2 separate regions of the Mus musculus genome follow, and region 2 is linked to region 1. Evidence: chromatin contacts called from public promoter capture Hi-C data. All regions are on one chromosome and are shown on one strand. The core of a region is the stretch at or near the end of the contact, and the rest is flanking DNA. Distances in the headings are between cores, read along the strand shown. Region 1 holds the start of Slc9a7 (solute carrier family 9 (sodium/hydrogen exchanger), member 7). Region 2 holds the start of Chst7 (carbohydrate (N-acetylglucosamino) sulfotransferase 7).

The links. Promoter capture Hi-C pulls out the DNA fragments that hold promoters and counts their contacts.
Region 2: a contact with region 1 is called in a promoter capture Hi-C map of pre-B cells. The contact joins the promoter of Chst7 here to the promoter of Slc9a7 in region 1. A contact is called at or near these places in 18 of 39 promoter capture datasets (the 3T3-L1 cell line, 3T3-L1-derived adipocytes, the C10 cell line and 9 more), 2 of 484 Hi-C or Micro-C datasets (both in embryonic stem cells), 5 of 115 datasets of contacts at active chromatin or transcription factors (astrocytes, embryonic forebrain, embryonic stem cells and 1 more) and 2 of 9 other capture datasets (adipose tissue and macrophages).

What each region holds. Positions count from the first base shown.
Region 1 is chrX:20,287,740-20,294,482 of GRCm38.p6, reverse strand. Slc9a7 (solute carrier family 9 (sodium/hydrogen exchanger), member 7) reads left to right here and starts at 2,656. Exons shown (of 17, transcript NM_177353.4): 1 at 2,656-3,123. The coding sequence starts at 2,799.
Region 2 is chrX:20,056,232-20,062,974 of GRCm38.p6, reverse strand. It overlaps Chst7 (carbohydrate (N-acetylglucosamino) sulfotransferase 7), which reads right to left and starts at 3,405. Exons shown (of 2, transcript NM_021715.1): 1 at 1,767-3,405. The coding sequence starts at 3,259. The coding sequence ends at 1,805.

The sequences.
Region 1 (6,743 bases), core at 1,407-3,906:
GAGTTCCAAGACAAACCCTGTCTCCAAAAAACAAAACAAAAAAGTTGAATATTTAAAGTTTTATGTTATATTTTCATTTTTGTTTTAACTTGTAATCAAAATGGTTTTGTTTAGACCACAAATTCTGACTTGCACTTTGTGGATTGCACTGCCAAAGCTAACTACATTTTTGAAAATTATGCAAAACTATATGTTTTATATTTTTATTTGTTCATTTGGTTTTTGACTCAGTGTCTTGTTGAATATCCCAGCATGACCTGAACTTGCTATATAACCCAGGCAAGTCTTAATCTCAGTATATTCCTGCCTCTGTCCCCTAAGTACTGGGATCATACACACAATTTTACCAGCATTCAGGTTAGAGTGAATTTAGGAATTCCCAAACAACTTTTCCTTTGAGCTTCTCTTCCACAGTCTCTCTGGTAATTTGAAGTCCCTGGGGTTTATTAGAGAAAAATAGAAGTCTTGATTAGAAGTCTGCTATTAACTTCTTTTAACTTTGTCTCCAAGCAGCAGGAGTGGAGACAAATGAAGAGGGAGGGAAGGAGGAAGCGGGTAGGACAGGGAGAGAGAGAGAGAGAGAGAGAGAGAGAGAGAGAGAGAGAGAGAGATATGAAGCTTTGGGGAATGGCATCCACTGTCTTGGACCAAAGTCCCTCTAACCAGAGGGGAAGATTGTCCCCACTCCTGGCAGTCTGACTGCTTCCATCACTGTGCAGCTGCCACAGTGTACAAGATCACAAAGGAAGAAATCAAATGGCATTTCTTCTATGTTCTCTGAGCATTAGGAGACCTATTTCCTCCTCTTTCTGGAGCTCTCTTTGTCTATATCAATTCACCCTTCTAGGTTGGCTTGAGTCTATTTTGGTGAAGACTGGAAGAAAAAATGAATGGTGAATTCACTGCTAATCCTGATTTGCTTTAGTTCTGCTGTTCTTCATGAAGTGAGCCGTCACCATTTTCTTTTCAGAATATTTAATGGCCTCTCTATGTAGTTTGCTCACGTTTGTTTTGGGATGGTCAGGTAAATCTTGTTATGTTGCCCAGGCTAACCTTGAACTCCCTAATTCAATTCCTCTCACCTCAGCCTCTGGAGTAGCTGTGATTATAGGCATAGAGACACCATACCTGGGGAAAATCAGTTGAGTGGATTAGTCTGTGTTAATTGGAATCAGAACCTTTGGGTTGCATAAGATAGTTTGCAAATATAACTATGTGTGGATAACAGTGTGTTTTCTTCGGTATATATTTATGAATAGGTGGGTGAGACTTTTCATGCTCTTCCCAAGTCAACTACTTTATGTGAGAATTAGTCTTCTGGTTGTCTGCTGTTAGAAGAAACCATTTTCAAATAGCATGGTCAATTAAAATAGGTCCAAATATTTCATTATCTCAGTTTGAGGCATGAACTATGCACAGTGAGGTGGTTCTTGTTTGCAGTGTCTCATATATTTGTGGAGGAGTAGCAAAAGATCCTGGCTAAAATCAAGATGAAGAGATTCCATGGTGTGAAGAAGGTACTATGCAGTTTTGTCTAAATGTTCACCTAGAGAGGATGTAGGTATGTTCTGAAGAGTTTCCCTGTGTCCTTCAGTGAATTCTCCTGACTGTAAAAACTCCTCTGGCCAAAAAAGCATGGGCAGTTGGTAGGGATCTCAGAGAGAGATTCAGCAAATAGAATGCTCAACATCAGGAGGTGACTGATCATATTAAGCTTTCTTTTCTTCCTTGACTTGAGAAACAAGGTGGTTGCTCTAGTTAGTCTAGAGAATAACTATTCTAGTTATTAGAATTTCTTCCAAAAGCTTTTGTCTTCTGAAGACCTTGTCCTAATTCGGAGCTGGGCTTGATCCTAAAAGCTTAACTAAAGCCCCCCCCCCCTTGTTTTCAAAGTTAACAGGAAGACAGCATTAAAAGGGTACCCTTGGTACACCATCTGCAGCTCTTCTACACAAAATGGCAAGAGTCTTTAGTTCTCTCTAATTCAACCCTCTTTCCCCAAGGGGATTAGTTGCAATCTAGATGCTGGAGGTATTTATTTCATGGCTCTCACGAATTGCCCTTACAACCCTGAAGCTGACTTGAACACAGTTTATTTGAATAATGCCTAAAAGACTCTGGGGAGTTCTGAAACTCTGGATACAGCCCGAAAGGTGAGAAAAATTGAAGTAGGTGGTGTGTATGTGTGTGTGTGTGTGTGCGCGCGCGTCCGTGTGTATAGACAGTGACATGACTTTGTAACTCCTGGGTACCCCCACTTTACTGGGCTCAGAGAGGCCACAGACCCCTGTGACTTCAAACTCTGAGCGTGGCGCTAAGGACAGGTCTGGAGACCTAGCAATGAATTGATCCAAGTTGATGTCCCTTGCCAGGAGCGAATGACCTCTGCCATCTCTTTTAGGTGACGTGGTAGCTACAACTCAGGAACTGGCTTGCCGACCCCAGACAGTCTGACCAGGTACGCTTGGACACGGCCAGCAGCTCGGTGGCGCAGTGGAAGGGCTAGCCGCCCTCCTGGCAGAGGGAGGATAGAGCTCGCCCCGCCCGGACAGCCAGCCTGGTGGCCTTGCTGCTCCTCTAGGCGGGGGATGAACAGGTGCGCGGGCGGGGGGTGGCGCTTGGGGATCCTGCGCACTGCGCGTGCCCCTCCCCCGCAGCTTGGCGCAGCCCTGGCCAGGCGCGAGCAGCGGGAGGAGGAGCTGCGGCTGTGGCCACCGGGGTAAGTCCGCGGCACCGCTGGAAGCTGCCGACGGCGCGAGCTGGTCCCCGCGTGGAAGAGGCACGGGCGACCCGGAGTCATGGAGCCTAGTGACGCGGCGCGCCCGGGTCCCGGGAGAGCTTTTCGGGGGCTGTCGCCGCGGCTGCTGCTGCTGCCACTGTTGCCTGTGCTGCTGGGTCGGGGGCTGCGGGCTGGGGCCGCGGCCTCCTCTGGGGCGGCGGCTGAGGACAGCAGCGCCATGGAGGAGCTTGCCACCGAGAAGGAGGCGGAGGAGAGCCACCGGCAGGACAGCGTGAGCCTGCTCACCTTCATCCTGCTGCTCACCCTCACCATCCTCACCATCTGGCTTTTCAAGCACCGCCGGGTGCGTTTCCTTCATGAGACCGGGCTGGCCATGATTTATGGTGAGTCCCCTGCTACTGCCACGGCCCAGGTCCCTAGGGCAGCTGGCCGTACTCCTCCCGGTGCCGCGCAGTGCTCCTGCTTCACTTCCAAATGAGTTTCTTCATTTGCGTTTCCCGCTGAGACGCTGTGGGTTTCCAAGGTCAACTGTCTGCATTTTTCTGGCTTTCTGCAACGGTTAAAAAGCATTTTGTGTGTGTGTGTGTGTGTGTGTGTGTGGGGGGGGGGGTGTTCCCGTTTCGACGTTTCTTTACTAGGAACTAAGATGAAAGATACAGAGGTGGCTCCTTGATCCCTTTGCTTCATTTTATCTCGGTTGTGCTGCTCTCCATCAGCATTGATTCCCCACTCCCCGCCCCAGTTTAGATCTGCAAAAGGTATTGGGGGATTTCCCAGGGAGCTGTGCCACCCCAGGGGACAGGCCACAGAGCGTGAGAAAGAGGGCTGAATGTAAATCTTGACTTGGGTTGCTCATGGTGGTCATCGCAGGTTGGTGCCCACTTCTGATGTTTGTGTTCTTTCATTTCTTGTTAATAAAGTGCAATGAGGAATACAGAGAAAGATGAGCGTGGTTTAGGACCCAGACTGATGACACCACAATGTCAGGCCTAACTAGAGACAGGTACCCTTATGTCTCATTGGGAAGTTATGCCTTTTGCAAGTCAAGGGTAGCTCTTATAACCCTAAAATATAACATACATTTCTGAGTTCGTGGAGAGAAAAGTGATGGTTTTAATCTTGGAGTCAGTCCTCTTTTGTTAAGGATGGGCTGATCCCACTATCCTTTCTGGATTTAGTGATTTAGTAGTATACAGCATATTACATGGGCAAGGCTAGGACATGGATAATAACAGCCACAATCTGAGTCATCCTGTTTTCTCTCTGTGTGCCTCCTGTCACCTCCACCCCCAATGGACTCCAAACTAGAGCCAAGCATTCTTTTTAATTTAATTCAGAGATGTTAACTCCCTCAAAGCAGCATCCTATAGTGGAGAGAGAAGGAGGGAGCCAGGGAGGAAGGGAGGGAGGGAGAGAGAGGGAGAGAGGGAGAGAGAGACTGACTGAGACTCTGATGGACTGTTTCACAAGCTAGAGCATGTTACTTCATCACAGTATATACTCCACTCAATTTCTATTCAGGGATCTCTGACAGAGAATGGAAAGCAGGTAGCTTAATCTTTAATGTGGAAATTACTCTTGGTCCTGGGCCTTACAGGTCTTATGGTTCCTGTTTAGTTATTAATAACCAGGGCTTATGGCTACCAAACCCTTTCAGAAAAATTGTATGAGGGACTAGTGCTGTCAGGAATCTTCCAGTATGGAAGTAGTGGCCTAAATAGATCTTGAAACCAGAAAACCATAAACCTAGTTGGTTATCGGAAAGCACAGGTCTCAGGACAGACTTTGGCCTCCATACCTGCTCATGGAGCCTTTGTAGTTTGTGTTATTTGGTCACAAATGAGTGACATGAGGAAAGCAGGTAAACTGAGATGTTTCCTAGCAGATAGTGAGGAACTGAAGTACGTTGCCATTTTAGGTTATTGACTCAGAGCCACGTTGGAAATGAAGACTGCCTTTGTATGTTTATACAAATCTATGAGAATATATTTATTTTACAAAATTCAGAGCCCACTCCTTAAAGAACAATGTGAAATAGGAAGTACATTTGGTGGGCTCATAAATGCATGTTCAAAGATACAAAAAATAAATGGGGATAAAAATATATTCTGAGGATTATCCTATGTTCATAGAAATTCAGTAATAGTTATCTTTGGCCTTTGTTTCGTTCAAGACAGGGTCTCACACAATAGCTTAGGCTGTCCTAAAACTCACTGTGTAGCCGTGGTTGGCCTTGCATTTCAGGGCAGTTCTGCCTCAGCCTGGGATGACAAGCATGAGCTAGCACACACAGCTCCAGTCATCTTTATTTTAATGCTTAAAGCAATAGTGGGATTTTCTTTTGCTGATATATACTTTAAAATTTCACCTCGGTGTTTTAGCCACTGGGACCACATGCCAGTATGCTGTTTCATTTTGTGGATAGTTGTGCTATAAATGATAAATCTCATAATATACCTGTATAATTTTGTCCTTTGTCTTTAGATCTTCTTGCTGCTTTTAAATGTATTGAGAGGTTTATTTTGTCAGTGTGCGATGTGCTGAGATATGTCAAATATTTATATGTTGTATGATGTGGGTTGTTTGTAATTGTGAGAAAACATTTTTCTGCAGGATATTTTATCTTCCGTTTCAATCTTCTCCTCGATCCAACTCTGAATTCTAATGTTACTTGATTAGCTAATCTTTCATTATATACTTAAGATTATTAGTGATAAGGCAGGAGACTCTGACCTGCACATGCATATTGGTGTGCACACCTGAACATACCTGTGCACGCACATGTATCTACTCACAGACAAAGAAATCAGATTTTATTTCTCCGCGGCAATAGAGGAAGTGAGTAGTTCTCCTGTCTCTGAGTAATGCAGGGCAGGAAGGCTCAGGGGAAGCACTGGTTGAGTATCTGTCTGCTGTGTGATAGGGATGCATAGTAATTTCTGGAAACTACAATTTAAATTTAAAATGCTTGTTATGTTTTTGTAAGTGAAGATGTTCAATTGTGAAATCCCCAAACCCTAAAGTCTTTTTAAAGTCTCATTCTTCTCATCTATTTTATTGGCATATATTCGTAGTACACAGTCCTGGATTTCATGAGAACATTTTAACACAAGTGTTTGGTACACATTGACAGTATTCTCTTCATACCCTGCTGTATCCTCCAGGTTTTTTTCCTCCTGCATTCTGCCATTTACCTTTTTTTTTCATTGAGCAACGTTTTTTCAACCTTCCGAATCCTGTGACCCTTTTATATACTTCCTTATGCTGTGGTGATCCCCAACCATAAAATTATTTTTGTTGCTACTTCATAACTGGAATTTTGTTACTATTCTGAATGGTAAATATTATGAATGTAAATATTTTTGGAAAAAGAGGTTTTCAAAGGAGTTGTGGCCACAGGTTGAGAACTCCTGCTTTAGACATTCAAGCTTCCATTTTCATGTCATGAATATATGCATAATTTTATGTTATATCTATGAAGTCTGGGATTTGCAAATGAGAGAAAATATGCAATATCTGTTTTTTGAGTCTGACTTAATTTACTTATTGCGATAATATGCAGCTGCACACATTTTCCTACACAGCACATAATTTCATCATTCTTGGATGAGTAAAATTCCATTATGTATGTATACCACATTCTCTTTATCCATTTGACAGATACGTAGGTTGGTTCCATAGTTTAGCTCTTGGGAATCCTGCTGCAGTAAACATGGATGTGCAAGTATCTTGTCTTGGAATCCTTTGAGTAAATATCCAGGAGTCTTCCACCTTTTTTCTATTGAACTGATATTTAATTTGACAGAAGTATCTTAGTATTAAACAAATAAACTAGTGTAGTTATAAATACCTCTGGAAGTATATGTAACAAACTAGGCCTTGGTTCCTTAGGGGACAGAACCTCAATGGCTGTGACTTGTGAGTCAAGGCAGATGTCACCATGAACTTTTTTGTCCATTTTGATTTTTGAACTGTAAAAGTGGTGTAAAATTATTTACTTACT
Region 2 (6,743 bases), core at 2,156-4,655, 230 kb after region 1:
CACTAAAGTTTACTAGAGCCTAAAGCTTCTACTTAGATGTGCCTGCAGCCCTACAGAGAAGCTGCACAAGCCTTTCAAACAGCAGTACCACCATCTTTGCCCACAGTCACTGTCACCCACACCCATTTGCACTTCCTAGGGTACAAAGTCCTCTACACTCCTCTCTATCACCCTGCCTCAGGCATCATATAGTGTGTTGGAACAAATTGGGAGAAGGCTGTGGAACAAAATTTCTAGGAGATTCTCATGTCTTAAAACCATAAAATGCTACAGCTTTTGACCAGGAGATGAGTGTCTTGAAGTCTGTGATGGTGAGTTAGGAACCATTATGTTTCCTACGTAAATATGGCTACGATAATAGGATGGTTTTGTTAAGATGAGGAGTCACCCTGTGTCTTACTTTCCTTCTCTATGAAAATCAGGAAAGAAGACAGACTTCCTAGCAATTACAAAAACTGATTTGATTACTGGGAGAAGCAAATTCAATTAGCCAGCTTCCCCAAACCACTCTACTAACCAAAAAGAAAAAAGAAAAAAAAATCCATCTTCATTAACATCTTCAACCTTTGTCCCTCCAGTCCATCCCCAGGGAATACTGAATTACACTATAAAATAATGAATGGAAACTTAAGTCACTTCCGGCCTTCCTGCAATGCTTTTCTTCCTCCTCTGGTCTGCACTGTACAGAAGGCAGCAGGCACTCTTCCAATTCACAGGGTTTGGGGAAATGCATTCCCATGCCACTGACTAGATTCCTATGGTGAGCATCATACAGAACAGTCTTCCCTTGGCCCAGTGTTACACGCCATCTGTTAACTCAATACTGGACACATATAGAGAGAGCCTTTTTGAGGCCATTTTAGCAACCACTTTATAGAAAATGGCAAAAAAAGAGGGGTTTACTTGACAAATTGTTAACTGCCAGTCTAAAGCCCCATCTATCAAAAAAAAAAAAATGCCATGATGAAGTTGGGGAAAACCCAGCCCAGCCTTCTTAGAGCACCAGAGGAAGCTGATCAAGCAGCTTTTGTGACCTGTGGTCAGATATCCTGCAAACAGCAGTCAGCCTCTGAGAGAGGGGAAGAGAAGAGGGAAAAGGGCCCACGAAGCCAGGGGAAAGGAATGTCAGTTCTACTTGTTTGTAATAGGGTTGGAAACACACAAATGTGTTGCAAGAGCTGCCTTACTGTGCCTGTGTGCTTAGTACCCAGGAGGAGAGCCCTGGAGCTGTAGAAGAGAAAGACAAAGAAATATCAGACAGAAAAATTAAGGATAAATAGGAGCAAAAATTCAAACTTTTTCACAACACCTTGTTTTTGCTTTTCTTTTGACAGCAGACAACCATGGCAAAATGTTGTCCCACAGGATAAACAGGCATATGCCTGGAAGGACTTCCTAAACCCTATACTCCACTCCATGTTAGTTACCTTTCTCAAGTTGCATTGGGGTGCTTTAGACTTTCTCTACTGGCTTTGGACTTTAGATGCCTTATAAAGGGGGCTGGGAGAGCAGACCTGGAGGCTGCTTCAGCTACCTTTACACAACTTCTCTCACTTCCAAGACCTCCTCTGAGAAGGTAAGGAACGAACTCACTGAAGCACCTCAAATCTATCAAACAAGACATGATCTTGGATGTGATCTGATAGCTTGTGATTCAGGACAGCATTGACCCCTCTAACCACCCTTCAACTCCCCTCCCCGAACCCCGCTGGTTGTTTCAGGATTCCCCCTCCCCAAATACTGTTCCTTATACTGTGTCACTTTACCTGAATACGCCCCGGGGCAGGGTTCAGGGATCAGGGTATTACACAGCCCAATTGGCCTTGGTCTCCAGTGGTGTCTCCCCTTCCCTGACGGTCTTCCTGTCGCGTTCGTCCCCACTTCGAGGGTAGGCAAGCAGACGCATGGCAGGGGCGCAGGCGGTTTCCACTTGGCGCACCTGCTCTTGGCTCAGACGTTCGCGCCAGGCGTGCACAGCCTCTCGGGCGTCCCGCGCAGACAAGTGGAAGGGACGATCGGCGCCGTAGGCCGAGCCCCGCGTCATATTGAATGCGAAGGCATCAAGCGCGGCGAGTGTCCGCAACCCAGAGAAGCGCAGCAGGCGGCGCAGCTGGGCTTGGGGCTGCCACACCAGGTCCTCATAACGCAGCCGCAGGTAGCGACGCCTCAGCCAGGCGGGCGCGCCGCGGGTGAATAGCAGGTCGCGAAGCCACGCTTCACAGATCACCTCAAGCGCGCTGGTTAAGAAGAAATCAGCGCGTGGCGCCGAGGGCAGAGCCCGGGCCTGGCCTCCCGGACGGGCATCCACTCCATGCGCCAGCAGCACCCGGTGGAAGTGGTCGCCCCTCTGGCGCGTGCGCAGCACCTGGATGCTTTCGCGCAGCAGTCCCTGCCTCGACTTGAGGCGCGAGTTGTGCACGGCCCGAGGGTCTCGGAAGAGTTGCACCACCTTTAGGTTGAGGCCTGGGTCACGCAGCAGAGGGACCAGCACTCCCAGGTCCAGTAGCCGCACGTCTTTGATGACCACCACCGGGTACTTGCGGCACTCGGCCTCCAGGGCGCGGAGCGAAACGGGCGGGCAGGTACTTTCGCAGGCTTTGTCCTCGACGAGTCCCACGTCCGCGCGTGCCCGGGGCGCGGCGGGGCACAGAGGCGGCGAGCAGATGACCTTGTTGGTCCGCCAGCGGAAAAGCATGGCCGTGGTGAGGTTGGCCGAGTCCGGTGCTCGCTCCCCAGGGTCCCCAGGCTGCGCGTACAGGCGCAGCACAGAGAAATCACAGCGGAAGAGGGAGCGCAGCATGTCTCTTAGTGCGCCCTGCAGGCTCTCCGCGTCGCCCGGATACAGTGCCTGCCACAGATGCCACATGGGCTCGTACAAGTAGAAAACGTCCGGGTGCTGGTTGAAGAGTTCGCCCAAGAAGGACGAGCCGGTGCGCCAGGTGGCATGCACATAGATGTGTTGCTTTTCCTGGGTCACCGCCTCACCGACGGCGCTGAGGTTGCCGGGGGACCCGGGGGATCGATCCGGGTTTCCTTCGGCCAGGGACCGCACCTCAGCGCCCTGCTCACGTTCCCCGGCCGCCGCCGCCTCCAGGCTCCACACACCCAAGCTGCGCTGCAGGCCGGGGCAGTTCCTGCCCTTGTCCTGCTCGCTGTGGCTGTCCAGTACAGAGGGGACAAGAAGTAGCAAAAGCGTGTACAGCGCCAAGAGCAGCGTGAACTTGCAATACTCTCGGCGCCGCCGCCGCCGGCCCTTCATAGTTCACCGAATCCTCACTCTCCCCACCCAGAGCAGAGTAGGCGCCTGCTGGTTCTGTCCAGAAAACCCAGCCCAAAGTCCTCGGCTCCGGCCTCTTCGGGTCTCCCTCAATGTTGGGTGGAGCGGAGTGGAGCAGCCGGGCGGTGTATCCACTACAGGAAACTTGGGAGGCAGTGGTGGCGGCACACTCAGCCTCCTTCTTGGCTCAGCCTCTTGAGAGCGCTCATTGGCCGGTTCAGCAGCTGCAGGCCCTGCCCATGGTACCCGAAACTTCTCCCCGCCCACTTACGCTCTGCTCCTGGGTTTGCTCAACGCCGGGCTAGAGCTGGACAGGGCTGCCACAGGGCAGGGACACCCTCTGGGGTGCACTGAGTGTACTCCACCTTTCCCTAACTCCTTCAAAACGAATTTAAGTTTGCTAACCAACCAACTTCAGGCAAGGGAGAGTCACAATGTGTACAGAAGGCATCCAGTGACTGGACATGATTCCCCACCTGGAGAATGACACTTTTTTTCTTCCTGTTTTGGTCCCAGCAGAATCCAGAAGAGGGCACTGGATCACCAGAAACAAGAGTTGCAGATGGGTGTAATCAGAGCTATAGGTGTTTCAAACCAAACTTGGGTCTCCAGTAAGTGGTCTTAATCACTGAACTAATTCTCCAGCCCTTCTCTTGTATTCCTTATATATGAAAACTATTTATTTTGTATTTGTCAATCATTGTTTCTTGCCCACAATTCTCACACTTTCCAGCCACTTGTATATATATTCTTTATTTCTGATCCACCTTGCCCACTCCCTTTACATTTTTCTCAAATCTTCGTGTTCATCTAAAAGACTATGGGCAATTCTCTCTCTCTCTCTCTCTCTCTCAAATTATATTCGTGTGTGTGTGTGTGTGTGTGTGTGTGTGTGTGTGCGTGCGTGCCTGTGTGCCTGTGTGTGCACATGTATGGAGGTCAGAGGACAACATGAGGGAGTTGGTTCTCTTCTCTCATCTTGCATGTCCTGGAGACTGGCGATTGAACTCAGGTTGCTAGGATCAGCTCTAGGCAAGTGCTCTCACTGAGCCATCTTACTGGTCCTGTGCCATTATTTTAATAACACTCATGGCAATAAACTAAACTTCCTTGCCTTCTGTCATTCATTACTCCCCTAGAAAAGCCATTCTTTCCCAAACCCACAAACACAATTGCAAAACATTCCATAAAGGACATGTTTACACCAAGAGAAATTTAACACCATTAACCTCAGACATCCTGTCAATTCCAAATCTCAAGCCTCTAGGACTATTCAAAATTCTCTGCTCTTCTCCAACCAGGGGTACCACTGCACTCCTTTCCCAACAGTGTCATTACTTGCTACTTTTTTGTCAGAAGAAACCATGTTGAACCTCTTCATTTTCCATCAGTAACATTCACTCACTTATGTATTAATCTCCTTTGTAGCAAGGATACTATTTTGCAACATAAAATTAATAGCTTCCATTATATTTTTCCTTTTCCCTTTTTAAGCAAAAAAGGTTGCTCTGGGCTCACTTGGGGAGAAATATATGGCTGAGCAGAATGTAAATAACTTCTGTTGTTAGTTATAAAAACCTCAAGCCCAGTAATGGAGACAATAAAATTACAATTATCCTCCTCCAACTGTCCCTTTTGGCTTTATCTTCCAACACTAACTCTGAGATGGGAGAGGGACCTGGAGTCACAGCTCAGTTGATAGATAGTTGTGTGCCTCTGTGGGCCCATAGTGAGATATCCCTTCCTCCACTGAGGTACCAGCTGTACAATGGTATAGTATAGAATAGAGTTTATTCACGGCATGGGGAGGGTAGCTGAGAGGGTAGTAGAGACAGAGAAAGGCAGAGCAAGAGAAGAGACGAGTAGAGACTGGTCGTGAGCATGTGGAAGGGGGGAGGGGAATGGGGAGAGAGGGAAAAGAGGGTAAGGGTTAGCAAGGGCAGGAGAGAAAGAGAGAGGATGGGGCAAGTAGCTCCTTTTATAATGAGTCAGGCACACCTGGATATTTCCTGGTAACTGTGGGGCAGAGCCTAGACTAAATGCCAACATTACCCTGTTTTGGTTTAATTAAAAAAGGAAAATTTTGAAAAAGGCGATGGTGGAGCAGGAATAGGGTCATCATTGTGATCCTTAGCTACTTCCTGCTGACTCTGAGGTGACATGTCTCTAGGAAACCTAAGAAAATGGGTAATGGGATGTGGTCCTGCCTTAGGAGAGTTGGCTGTTTCCTTGCTATCTAGGGTCTGTGGAGCCATCTGTGGATAGATAGGAAAGAGCAGGTCCAGTAGAAACATCTGCATCTATGAGAGGAGATTGGAGCATCTGAGGGTGACTTCTCTGGAGCTCTCCTGGATGAATTAAATGCCTGGATGTGACAAGATGCTGAACACTCACACACACACACACACACACACACACACGCACACGCACACGCACACGCACACACACTATAGGTAGAGAATAAAGTTAAGTACGTTTGGGAGGGAACATTTATTTCTTTGGAAGTACATTTGAAACCCTTAGGTCTTGGTGGTTGTGGGTGAGGTAATTCCCAATTTCAGGGCACAGGAGATGAATTCTACCCTCTGGAGTAGGTAGATGTGCTTATTTGGATGGAGTCTATTTGGTCCATGAGAGGTAGTTATGAGTGGGTTTCCTGTAGCTTACACATTTACAAAGGAGATAGATTTGTTAACATTAACAGTCTTTAAGATGAGCTTAGGGAAAACAAAACCTTTTCGTGGAGCAGAAGGAGCAAGAAGGGCTTTTTTCTTCTGTCTAGGGGACTGGATATGTATACATTTAGCATAAAGAGAAACAATTTTAAATTTATATTTGTGGAACAAAGAAAACTCAAAACATTGACCTTGTGAATATTATAGTTGATCATATAGTTTAGCAAGAAAACCACATTAAGTCTATAGTTAAAAGGCAACCAAGGGAAACTTACATTTGAGCATGATATCTTATAGTGTAGATTCAGCACAAGAAAGACTTTAAGACAATCAAAGAGAATTTAAAATTTGAACTTGTGTTTATACAGTTGGATCATATAGTAGAATGTTTTATTAGAGTTAGGCTAATTTATATGAACTCTATTGGTTAATGTTAGGACAATGGCATAAGAAGGGGAGCATTTAGTGATGGGAAACTGAGTTTACATAAGGAAGTAACAGGTTACATCTGTGAAAACTTACATCTGAACTTGTGTATCCTTTATCGTGAAGTCTGTAAGAAACCTGGCAGTCTTAGGTAGTTAATGAATTTATTAATGAGCTAATATAGTGGCAGATTACCTTAGGATAAGGAACTAGGTCTGATTTTTAAAAAATTTTTAAAACTTTATTAATCATCCCATTGTTTACATCTCAAATGATATCCCACTTTCTGGTTACCCTGCACCAACCCCTCATCCTATTCCACATCTATCCTCTCCCCGCTCCCCTTTGCCTGTATGAGGATGCTC